Linked DNA regions of Pan troglodytes: all the other regions are linked to region 3. The links are chromatin contacts, called in public HiChIP or PLAC-seq maps. All regions are on one chromosome and are shown on one strand. Each heading gives the region's core, a stretch centred on a gene start, on an enhancer-like site or on the middle of the called end of the contact. The rest is flanking DNA. Distances are from core to core; before and after follow the strand shown.

Region 1 (2,961 bases), core at 338-2,837, 150 kb after region 3:
ATTTTATTTTAAAGTCACATTTCTATCTTATTTTTTAAATGTTTAATCTCGGTGTTGCGTTATATTTCTAATCAGAAGAAAAATGACCCTTTTTCCTGTTAAGTACTTGATTGTGTGTCGTTTGTAATGATTGAAGGTAAAGGACTTTTCAATGTCTCAGTTGTAAAGTAGCAATTTTCTTTCAACTTCCCTTAGTTTCCTAGATAACACTCACCTCAACTCCCAAATCACTCAGCAAAACAACAAAATCCAAGAATGTAAAGTAGTGAAAGAGAAACCTTTCATAATATTTAAATGCATCTTTCCTTTGACATGGTATCATGCCCCTAAACACATAAAATGGTATTTCTGATAATAAATTAATAGCAAAATCCACTTAGGAATAACATGGATGCCTAACCCTTAATTTTGTATAAAACGTAATTTTTATCAACAGAGTCAACCAAAAAGTGGCTTTGACAAGAGTAATCACATTGAAATACTAGATACTGAAGATAATGGAAAACTGTAAGTTTCTCTCAATTTTTTGCTCAAGAAACCACATCTCTTACAGAAGGAAATGATCATAATCCGCTTTTAATTAAACTTGTGCACTGAAGAATAAGGACCTTCCTCCCAATTCGTACCAGCTTAACGGGTGTCACGATAAGAGAATCTCATTACATTCGAGAAAAAGAGCACACAGGACCAGAAACCAGAGGGCAACTGCAGTCCCAAAGACATCAGGTAGTTGGGCTTACACACAGAAAAACCGCAAGCAGCCATTCTTCCGCCTAACATCGAAATCTGAGATCAGCCCACAAACGTCTTAGCCAGAAAGGCTGGCGAAATGCACGCAGCACAGGTACTGGGTACACAAGTTCCTGGTCAAGAGAGAAGTGAGAAAGATCCAGGTTCTGTGAAAATAGCAAATACTGGCAGTGCATTATACACTGTGCACACTCTCCCCGGGCAGATAAGACCAACAAAGATGCATAAACCCACTCAACCGCGTGCACCCAACCCCTCTCCAGGTCTGAGGCACCGGAGGGCGCGGCGACGTCCAGGCTGCCGTGGAGGCCCGGTCCACGCCAAGCCAGACTCAGTCCCGGCCACCGGGCAGCAGCACCGGAGTCTCATTCCCGGTGGGAAGAGATGCAAGGACGCACCCCCAGCCGCTCACCCGCCAGGGCGTGCGGGACAGTGCACGCCGCGGAGGGCGCCGGGACCCTCAGCACCAACGCGCACATCGCTCACCTGGCAGAAGCACCTCTGTGCCGCTGTCTCCGGGGGCTGCTCCTCTCCGTGGCCCAAGCTGAGCAGCCACACGGCGCCCAGGAGGCCAAACAAGAATCCCCAGCCGCGGCCCATTGCAGCTCCGGCAGCTTGTCGCCCCACGCTTGGGAGGCCAGTCCGCACGCTCGGTCGCGGGCCGTGCGCCCTCAGATGAAGCCCGTGCGGGCCGGCCCCAGCGGCGCCCCACCTCCGGGCCGCCTCCCAGGCCCGCCTCGGCCCTCCTGCCTCTCAGCGATCGCCACCTCGCGACCCTGCCTGTGGACGTGCCGCGGCGCCCGCGCCGGCAGCCCGGGGCCTCGGACCGGTTCCTTCCCGCCGCGTGAGGCTGACGCACCGACCAGCTTCCCGGCTCGGCCCCGCCCGGTCCGCTGCGCCCGCGCCCGTCCCCGCCCCCGGCTCCCTGACGCCCCCGGCCTGGAGACGCAACCCGGCGCGCACAACCCCAGGCCCTGCGCGGGAGTCGGGGGTCCTTCCAGTTCCCAGAGCGAGAGCGAAAGCCGGAGGGGCCTGTATTTTCCTGCGGGGTTGGGGGGCGGGGGGTGCCCGCCCCGCGCCGCCCCGCCCAGCCCCAGCCCGCTCACTCCCGGCCAATCCTTCCGTATCTCAATGCGAGACAATCAAATCGTACGAATTACGTGTCCACCGTGTTCCCGGCGGAGTCTTAAAGCTGAAAGGGATATTAGAGAGCATCTAGACCAGGGCAGCATATGTCATTTATATTTTTAGTAGCCACAGCAGAAGAGTAAAAACAGGTACATTTTATTTTTAAAATATTTTTATTTAACCCCGAATGTGCAAAATATTATTTCAAAATATAACCAACATTAAGTTTATTCATAAGATATTTGACTTTTTTTGTCTTTGAAATCCAGTGTGTATTGGATGCGAACTAGACCCATTTCATAGTCAAATGTGGCTGGCTAGTGCCCACTGTATTAGACAGCGAGGGTGGAAGCCACCCGCTCATATGATAGGAAGAAATAGGCCTAGAGAAGTGAGGTAAGGTGAGCAAGGATTGGAGGTCCTCTGATACCCAGTCCTGGTCTTTTAACATTCAGAGTTGGGACTAGTCTATCCGCTTTTTTTTTTTTTTTCCAGACAGGGTCTCCCTGGGTCACCCAGGCTGGCCTGCAATGATGCGATCGCGGCTCACTGCAACCTCGAACTCCTGGGCTCAAGCGATCCTCCCACCTAAGCCTCCTGAGTAGCATGAACTACAGGCGTGCACCACCACGCCTGGCTAATTTTATTTTTAGTAGAAACGAGGTTTCACCATGTTGCCCAGGCTGGTCTCAAACTCCTCAAGAGCGATTCTCCCGCCTCAGCCTCCCAAAGTGCTGGGATTACTTTTTTTTTTTTTTTTTTTTTTTTTTTGAGGTGGAGTCTCGCTCTGTCGCCCAGGCTGGAGTGCAGTGGCGTCATCTTGGCTTACTGCAATCTCTGCCTCCCAGGTTCAAGAGATTCTCCTGCCTGAGCTTCCCCAGTAGCTGGGATTACAGGCGTAAGCCACCACACACTCGGCTAATTTTTGTATTTTCAGTAGAGAAGGGGTTTTGCCATGTTGGCCAGGCTGGTCTCTAACTCTGAGCTCAGGTGACCCACCCATCTCAGCCTCCCAAAGTGCTAGAATTGCAGGCATGAGCCACTGCACCTGGCCTTACTTTTTGTTTTTTGTTTGTTTGTTTG
Region 2 (3,340 bases), core at 269-2,768, 250 kb before region 3:
GGGGCCTGGGGGAGGATCTTCAACTGCACTCTTGCTCTCGTATTCACAAAAACCAGGGACCGGCCTGCCACCAGGTACCCATCCAAAGAAAAACTAGAGACAAATATATAGGAAAGGTTAAATAGTAGGTTTTTGTTGTGAGGGGCCTTATGAAAATTAAAAAGGTATAAAAATATTTGGAAAATAAGCACTGTGCAAATTCAGTGAATCTAAAATCCCTTATTTAATAGTAAAACTGCAGTGCAGAATTATGCTATAAATCATAGTGTTTTCCTATTAAGAAATACTTCTGATTTAAGTTTGATGTTTCCCCATTGCTTGGGGTGAGATGGGGGAATGTTGGAGTAGGGGAATAGTCAGAGATGGATGGCAAAGATTGGTAATAAGTTGTTACTGACCTGCAGAGTTTACAGCTTGAAAGAAAAACTGTAGGAGTTAAGATCCTCTTTCCTAGGAATCCATGCCATGAGAAGTTTAGGGATTGAAGTAGTGCCTGCTGACATGTGAAAACAGGCCTGTAAACTTTGCAAGCGATCCAGTAAATTATGCTTCTCCTAGTGGGACCACCCCCCCAACTCCGCATTCCAATCCCCAGGCCAGAATCATCAAAGTTAGCAAAAAATATTCATGGAGAGTAAGCAGGCTGTAGCAAGATAGGCTCTTCAGCAGGCAATCTTTGCTTCCTCCCACGTTGTGACTGTCTTTCTTGCCAGTTCCCTAGGCAGATCAGACCCTTCACTTCCCAGTTGGCCTCCCTTCCCCAAGTGAATGTGACTTCTTACAGAACACAATTACCTATGTTGTCTGCCAAACTGGATTTTGTTTTGTTTTGTGTTAAATATCAGCCCATTTTCACGACTCTGCAATTATGACAATATGTGGTAGGAAACCATTACTGTCAGCTCCAGTCTGAAACTGGCCACTTACCAATACACTTTGCCAGGAACAAGTCTTTCTGGATGGATACTACGTGGTTAACAACATGTAAAGATAAACGGCTAAACAAAATATCAACATTTTCTTACAAGGCTCAGCTTAAGGACAGAACAGTGATGTGCAATGGTTTTCATGTTGTATCCACAAACACAATTCTGTACAAGAAACACTCCTTTTTTTTTAATGGTTGCTTAAACAAGTGGTTATCCGTTATGCTGTTGACATAGGAAACGGTGAAATGCTAGTAACCGAATCAAAGCGGCAGTGCAACAGGCCGCTCGGTGGTGCGCATTGTGTGGTTTGGTTCCTTGGATGGACACACTTGCTTTACGCTTCATCCCAATTTTTGTCCCAACCTCTTAGTGTATCTTCCTGGGAATAGTAAAAACAAAGCAAAACATTCTGGTCTTACTTCAAGCTGCCTTTGCACTGTTATTCCCTTGTTCCGCTCATTTCACGGGATTGGGTTCTCCTAACTTCATTGTTTGGTGAGTTGCTTTGCTTTGCTCGTTGCCCCGATCTTCTGTGTATTCTGCGCAGACCCCGCAAGTGCTCCTGCACTCCCTCCCAGCCCTCTGCTGGGGCTTAACGCTTCCCAGCCGAGGTCAGACTGCCGTGCGCTTCGAGTACCGGACCCCGAGGAAGCGAGAAACGCCGCTCCCGCCGGTCGCGGGCAGCTTCAGTACACCGGCAACACGCGCGCCTCTGCCCAGTGCCGCGCCCAGCGGGTGCTCAGACTCCTTCTCTCCCTCCCCGCCGGCGCGCCCCAGGGACTCGGAACGCCCCCGCGAGTGTGACGCGTCCTGCCTCCCCTGCAGCTCGCGGACACTCGCACTTGCAAGGCCTGGCCAGCACTCTTGGGCCCGCCCCCCGACAGTGCGGGGGCGGAGACGACGGCTCCCCTAGGCTCTGGCTCCCGGCCTTGGCCCGCGCGGGTAGGCGCGGGAGCCCCGAGCGCCGCTCGGATGCAGCAGCCGAGCTGCCACTCGGCGCGCGGCGGGAGACCCAGGGCAAGCCGCCGTCGGCGCGCTGGGTGCGGGAAGGGGGCTCTGGATTTCGGTCCCTCCCCTTTTTCCTCTGAGTCTCGGAACGCTCCGGCTCTCAGACCCTCTTCCTCCCAGGTAAAGGCCGGGAGAGGAGGGCGCATCTCTTTTCCAGGCACCCCACCATGGGCAATGCCTCCAATGACTCCCGGTCTGAGGACTGCGAGACGCGACAGTGGCTTCCCCCAGGCGAAAGCCCAGCCATCAGCTCCGTCATGTTCTCGGCCGGGGTGCTGGGGAACCTCATAGCACTGGCGCTGCTGGCGCGCCGCTGGCGGGGGGACGTGGGGTGCAGCGCCGGCCGCAGGAGCTCCCTCTCCTTGTTCCACGTGCTGGTGACCGAGCTGGTGTTCACCGACCTGCTCGGGACCTGCCTCATCAGCCCAGTGGTACTGGCTTCGTACGCGCGGAACCAGACCCTGGTGGCACTGGCGCCCGAGAGCCGCGCGTGCACCTACTTCGCTTTCGCCATGACCTTCTTCAGCCTGGCCACGATGCTCATGCTCTTCGCCATGGCCCTGGAGCGCTACCTCTCGATCGGGCACCCCTACTTCTACCAGCGCCGCGTCTCGCGCTCCGGGGGCCTGGCCGTGCTGCCTGTCATCTATGCAGTCTCCCTGCTCTTCTGCTCGCTGCCGCTGCTGGACTATGGGCAGTACGTCCAGTACTGCCCCGGGACCTGGTGCTTCATCCGGCACGGGCGGACCGCTTACCTGCAGCTGTACGCCACCCTGCTGCTGCTTCTCATCGTCTCGGTGCTCGCCTGCAACTTCAGCGTCATTCTCAACCTCATCCGCATGCACCGCCGAAGCCGGAGAAGCCGCTGCGGACCTTCCCTGGGCAGTGGCCGGGGCGGCCCCGGGGCCCGCAGGAGAGGGGAAAGGGTGTCCATGGCGGAGGAGACGGACCACCTCATTCTCCTGGCTATCATGACCATCACCTTCGCCGTCTGCTCCTTGCCTTTCACGGTAAGTCACTCCCTACGTTTCCACAGCCCGGCTCTGCTCAGCCTTCTCATGCTCTCCCCTGACGCCTCCACCCTTTCCACCGCCCTACAAACTTTTTGCAACTTGTAAAAATATGTCCTAATTTGTAAAGATCTGTAGCCTTCCCCACTAGTTTCCCCTCCTCTTTAGCCCACTTCCTTATCCTGGCTTATGGGCGTTGCTAGGCTAGAGTTTCTTATACAATAATACAGACCGTCCGAAAGGGAGTCCTGGGCCTCAGCTAAGCTAGCCAATCTCCTCATCCTAGCCCTGGGCAGTGTCCCTTTCTCGCTGTTGCCTATCTTGGCTTAGTAATTGAGAAAGAGGCAGCCCCTTCCACCTTAGGATGGCTGTCACTGTTCCAGCCTGACGACC
Region 3 (3,325 bases), core at 418-2,917:
CAATAAACATAAAATCCTTCTCCAAAGCATAGACGTTGGATTAGGCCTGTTAACTTCTTAGAGCAAGCTGTACCCTCTCATACACTGCACTCTCTACCTGCTCAGCTGAACGTTTCATCTGAGGGATGTCTAGGTAACAGTGCTAGGCCTGTACATCTACCACAGTTTGTCAGCATACCTATAAAGAACTCAAACCACACTAGCATCTGGTACCTGGACAAACGACTGTCCCAGAATCTACAAAATAGACTTTAAAGTTCCCTGTGGAATACTTAGCTAGGAAAAAAGACAGCAACACTCTTCTTGGGCAAAGCATATGACAAAGGCCAGCCTGGACAATATAGTGAAACCTCGTCTCTACCAAAAAAAAAAAAAATCAGCCGGGCATGGTGGCTCCAGTGCCTGTAGTCCCAGCTACTTGGGAGGCTGAGGTGGGAGGACTGCTTGTGCCCAGGAGGTGGAGGTTTGTAGTGAACTGTCACTACAGCCTGGGCGACAGAGCGAGACCCTGCCTGAAAAAAGGAAAAAAAAAAAAAAGCATAGGACAAAGGATGGTGAGGTAAGAAAAGCTGGGTCTTTGTTGCTCCAATAAACGTAGCAATGTCTTTCACAAGGATACTGAATTCGTAATGTGCTGTGTATTCTAAAGAAAACAAATTATTTCCTTTTAATTTTGCACTACTTGCTAATTTTATTTCCAAATACGAAAAAAAAAAAAGTCAACAACTATGTGCCGGCCCAATATACGTTAGTCGATCTGATTATTCCTCGCTTCTTCACAGCAGTAACATAGCATGTATTTTCTCTCTCAGCCCCAGGAATAGCGCCACCATCTACCATACACAGGTCCAAGGCTTCGATACATGTGGAATTTAAACAGTACAGAATATTCTACTTCCTCTCCAGGCAATCATCATACTTACAAGTCTGTTTCTGCCTTTTTCCCAAAACTTAAGCCCAGAGCATCTTCCCAAATTCTACGTTTGAAAGAACCAGCTTCCCCCTGCTCACAGATCGCTTCAACATCCATCTGATACTACTACTACTCTTCCTTAAGAGACATTTCCCTTGGCCTTGGGAGGAAAGGGTCTTTCACTTAAGAGCTCCGATTCTCCCCGTCGCCCCTTTCCATCCCCTCGACCCACAAAGGGCTCCGGTGTTTCCCGCCGTTCATGCAGCGAAAAGAGAGGGCAAAATGCCCTCAGGAGGCTCCAGGTGAGGCCTTTCGGTGCCCCAGAGACGGGTGTCTTAAGTCAGACTCCGGAGCTGTGCAGTGCAGCCCTGGCTACAGAAAGCCGCTTCGTCTGAATCCCCGGGTCTGCAGGCAGAGCACACAGCCTGAAGGGCCGGCGCTGTCACCTACCTGCCCGGGACCTGCGGGCGGGGACCTGGGCCGTTCCCGAGGCCGCGCGGCCAACAGTTCCCGCCGCCACGCGACGGAGGAGGAGGCAGAAGACGGGGCCGTGCCAGACTAGCCGGGTAGCCTGGAACCACTTCGCCAACCTGCGAAGGCGTAGCACTTCTCCCTCCCAGCCTGCAGCCGCCACCGACTCGGCGGAGTCGGCCTCCTGGGAAAAAACAACCTGCGAAGCTCCTCCTTCTCCTCGTGCTCCCTACGCGAGGCACTCTCTAACCAATGGGAAACGTGGTGGGCGGAGCGAGAGTGACAGACGATTACAGAGTCCTCCCGCCGGCGCGAACGGGCGGTGCAGTAGCAGGGCCAATCAGCAGCGTGGGTGGGAAGTACAGGGGCGGGAGAAAGTAGGGAAATTACGCGCCCAATCAGATCTCGGGACCCTCGAGCGACGGGTCCTGCGGCCCGTGGCCTTCCGAGCGCGGCGCTCAGGGGGCGTGCCTGCCTGGGCCAATCGGCGCGAGCCCACAGTGCGGAGCGAGCGCCTCAAATGCTCGGGTTTCTCAGCTGATTGTCTCCAGCCGAGAGTTGTTTTTTGCAGCTACGGAGCAGAGCCGCAGCAGGAGGAGCCGAGACCCCCGGGGGGTGGGGGGAAAGAGGAGGCGGGGTCCGGGGGAGCCGCGGCTGCTTTGCGCTGGACTCCGGGTCCCGTCACGGCGCTTCCTGGGGTTAGAGGCTGGGGTGGGTGGGGGGTAAGGGGGCAGTCCTTCTCCCCTTCGACGGCGGCTCCGAGTCCAGCCCCTTCCTTCCCGCGCTCGCTCGCCCGGCCCCCAGCCCCCTCATGAGGGTGTCCGTGCCGGGTCCGGCGGCCGCTGCCGCCCCCGCAGCCGGCCGCGAGCCCTCCACGCCCGGCGGGGGCGGCGGAGGCGGAGGCGCCGTCGCTGCAGCCTCAGGCGCCGCGGTGCCGGGCTCCGTGCAGTTGGCGCTGAGCGTCCTGCACGCCCTGCTCTACGCCGCGCTGTTCGCCTTTGCCTACCTGCAGCTGTGGCGGCTGCTCCTGTACCGCGAGCGGCGGCTGAGTTACCAGAGCCTCTGCCTCTTCCTCTGTCTCCTGTGGGCAGCGCTCAGGACCACCCTCTTCTCCGCCGCCTTCTCGCTCAGCGGCTCCCTGCCCTTGCTCCGGCCGCCCGCTCACCTGCACTTCTTCCCCCACTGGCTGCTCTACTGCTTCCCCTCCTGTCTCCAGTTCTCCACGCTCTGTCTCCTCAACCTCTACCTGGCGGAGGTAAGGCGGGAGGGCCGGCATGCGGGGCCCGGGCGGGTGCGCGGGGCCGCCGGGATCATCTCCCGCTGAGGACCAGCGGGGGCGGGGGGTGGGCAGCGAGAGGCGGACTGGAAACCAGCCTGGGGAAACTGAGGCACACCTGGAGTGTGAGCCAGTGTTTTCGCCTTAAACTTAAGTGTCTGATTGGCTTGATTACTGAGGGGTCCGGGCTAGGGGGTGAGTGAGTGTGTGTGTCTGACAACTTAAAACAGCAACGGAACGAACCCTTTGTTCGGTGTTCTGGCCCTTCGAGGTAAGGCGTTGGTGGCACCAACAAAGTGGCATCGCAAGAAGTAGCAGCCCCGGTGGCTCTGCCGAAGCCGGACTATGTTGAGGGAGGTTGGATGCTGAGGTAGCAGCAGCTCTGCTGAAGCTGGACTGCTGCCAGCCATTACGTCACCAGGCAGAGCTGTTCCTCTGCTATTGTTGCTGCGTTTCTTTTATTAGAAGCTTATATTCCCTCCTGCATCTCCTTTCCTGTGGCTCGATAAGCCTCACATAAATTTCGTTCGATAGTTCCCCAGCAGGGTTGATGATCAATAACCAATGCTGAGGATCAGGATAAGGACCTCCATAAAGCCCTTAATGTTTGCCCCAGTTGCTTCATGCTTTAGCGGTTTATCCTACCACCTATTAGCATAGTCTTT

What was found. HiChIP or PLAC-seq counts read pairs in DNA pulled down with a chosen protein or histone mark.
Region 1: an H3K4me3 HiChIP or PLAC-seq map of stem cell-derived excitatory neurons shows a contact between it and region 3, with 4 times the contacts expected there. The contact joins the promoter of ERO1A here to the promoter of TXNDC16 in region 3. A contact is called at or near these places in 1 of 7 Hi-C or Micro-C datasets (stem cell-derived neural progenitor cells) and 1 of 1 datasets of contacts at active chromatin or transcription factors (stem cell-derived excitatory neurons).
Region 2: a contact with region 3 is called in an H3K4me3 HiChIP or PLAC-seq map of stem cell-derived excitatory neurons, with 2.1 times the contacts expected there. The contact joins the promoter of PTGER2 here to the promoter of TXNDC16 in region 3. A contact is called at or near these places in 1 of 7 Hi-C or Micro-C datasets (stem cell-derived neural progenitor cells) and 1 of 1 datasets of contacts at active chromatin or transcription factors (stem cell-derived excitatory neurons).

What each region holds. Positions count from the first base shown.
Region 1 is chr15:50,706,254-50,709,214 of NHGRI_mPanTro3-v2.0_pri, forward strand. ERO1A (endoplasmic reticulum oxidoreductase 1 alpha) reads right to left here and starts at 1,588. Exons shown (of 16, transcript XM_509950.8): 1 at 1,237-1,588. The coding sequence starts at 1,350.
Region 2 is chr15:50,315,039-50,318,378 of NHGRI_mPanTro3-v2.0_pri, forward strand. PTGER2 (prostaglandin E receptor 2) reads left to right here and starts at 1,519. Exons shown (of 2, transcript XM_016926089.4): 1 at 1,519-2,947. The coding sequence starts at 2,105.
Region 3 is chr15:50,560,612-50,563,936 of NHGRI_mPanTro3-v2.0_pri, forward strand. It overlaps TXNDC16 (thioredoxin domain containing 16), which reads right to left and starts at 1,668. Exons shown (of 21, transcript XM_001158742.7): 1 at 1,364-1,668. GPR137C (G protein-coupled receptor 137C) reads left to right here and starts at 1,884. Exons shown (of 8, transcript XM_024348727.3): 1 at 1,884-2,639. The coding sequence starts at 2,196.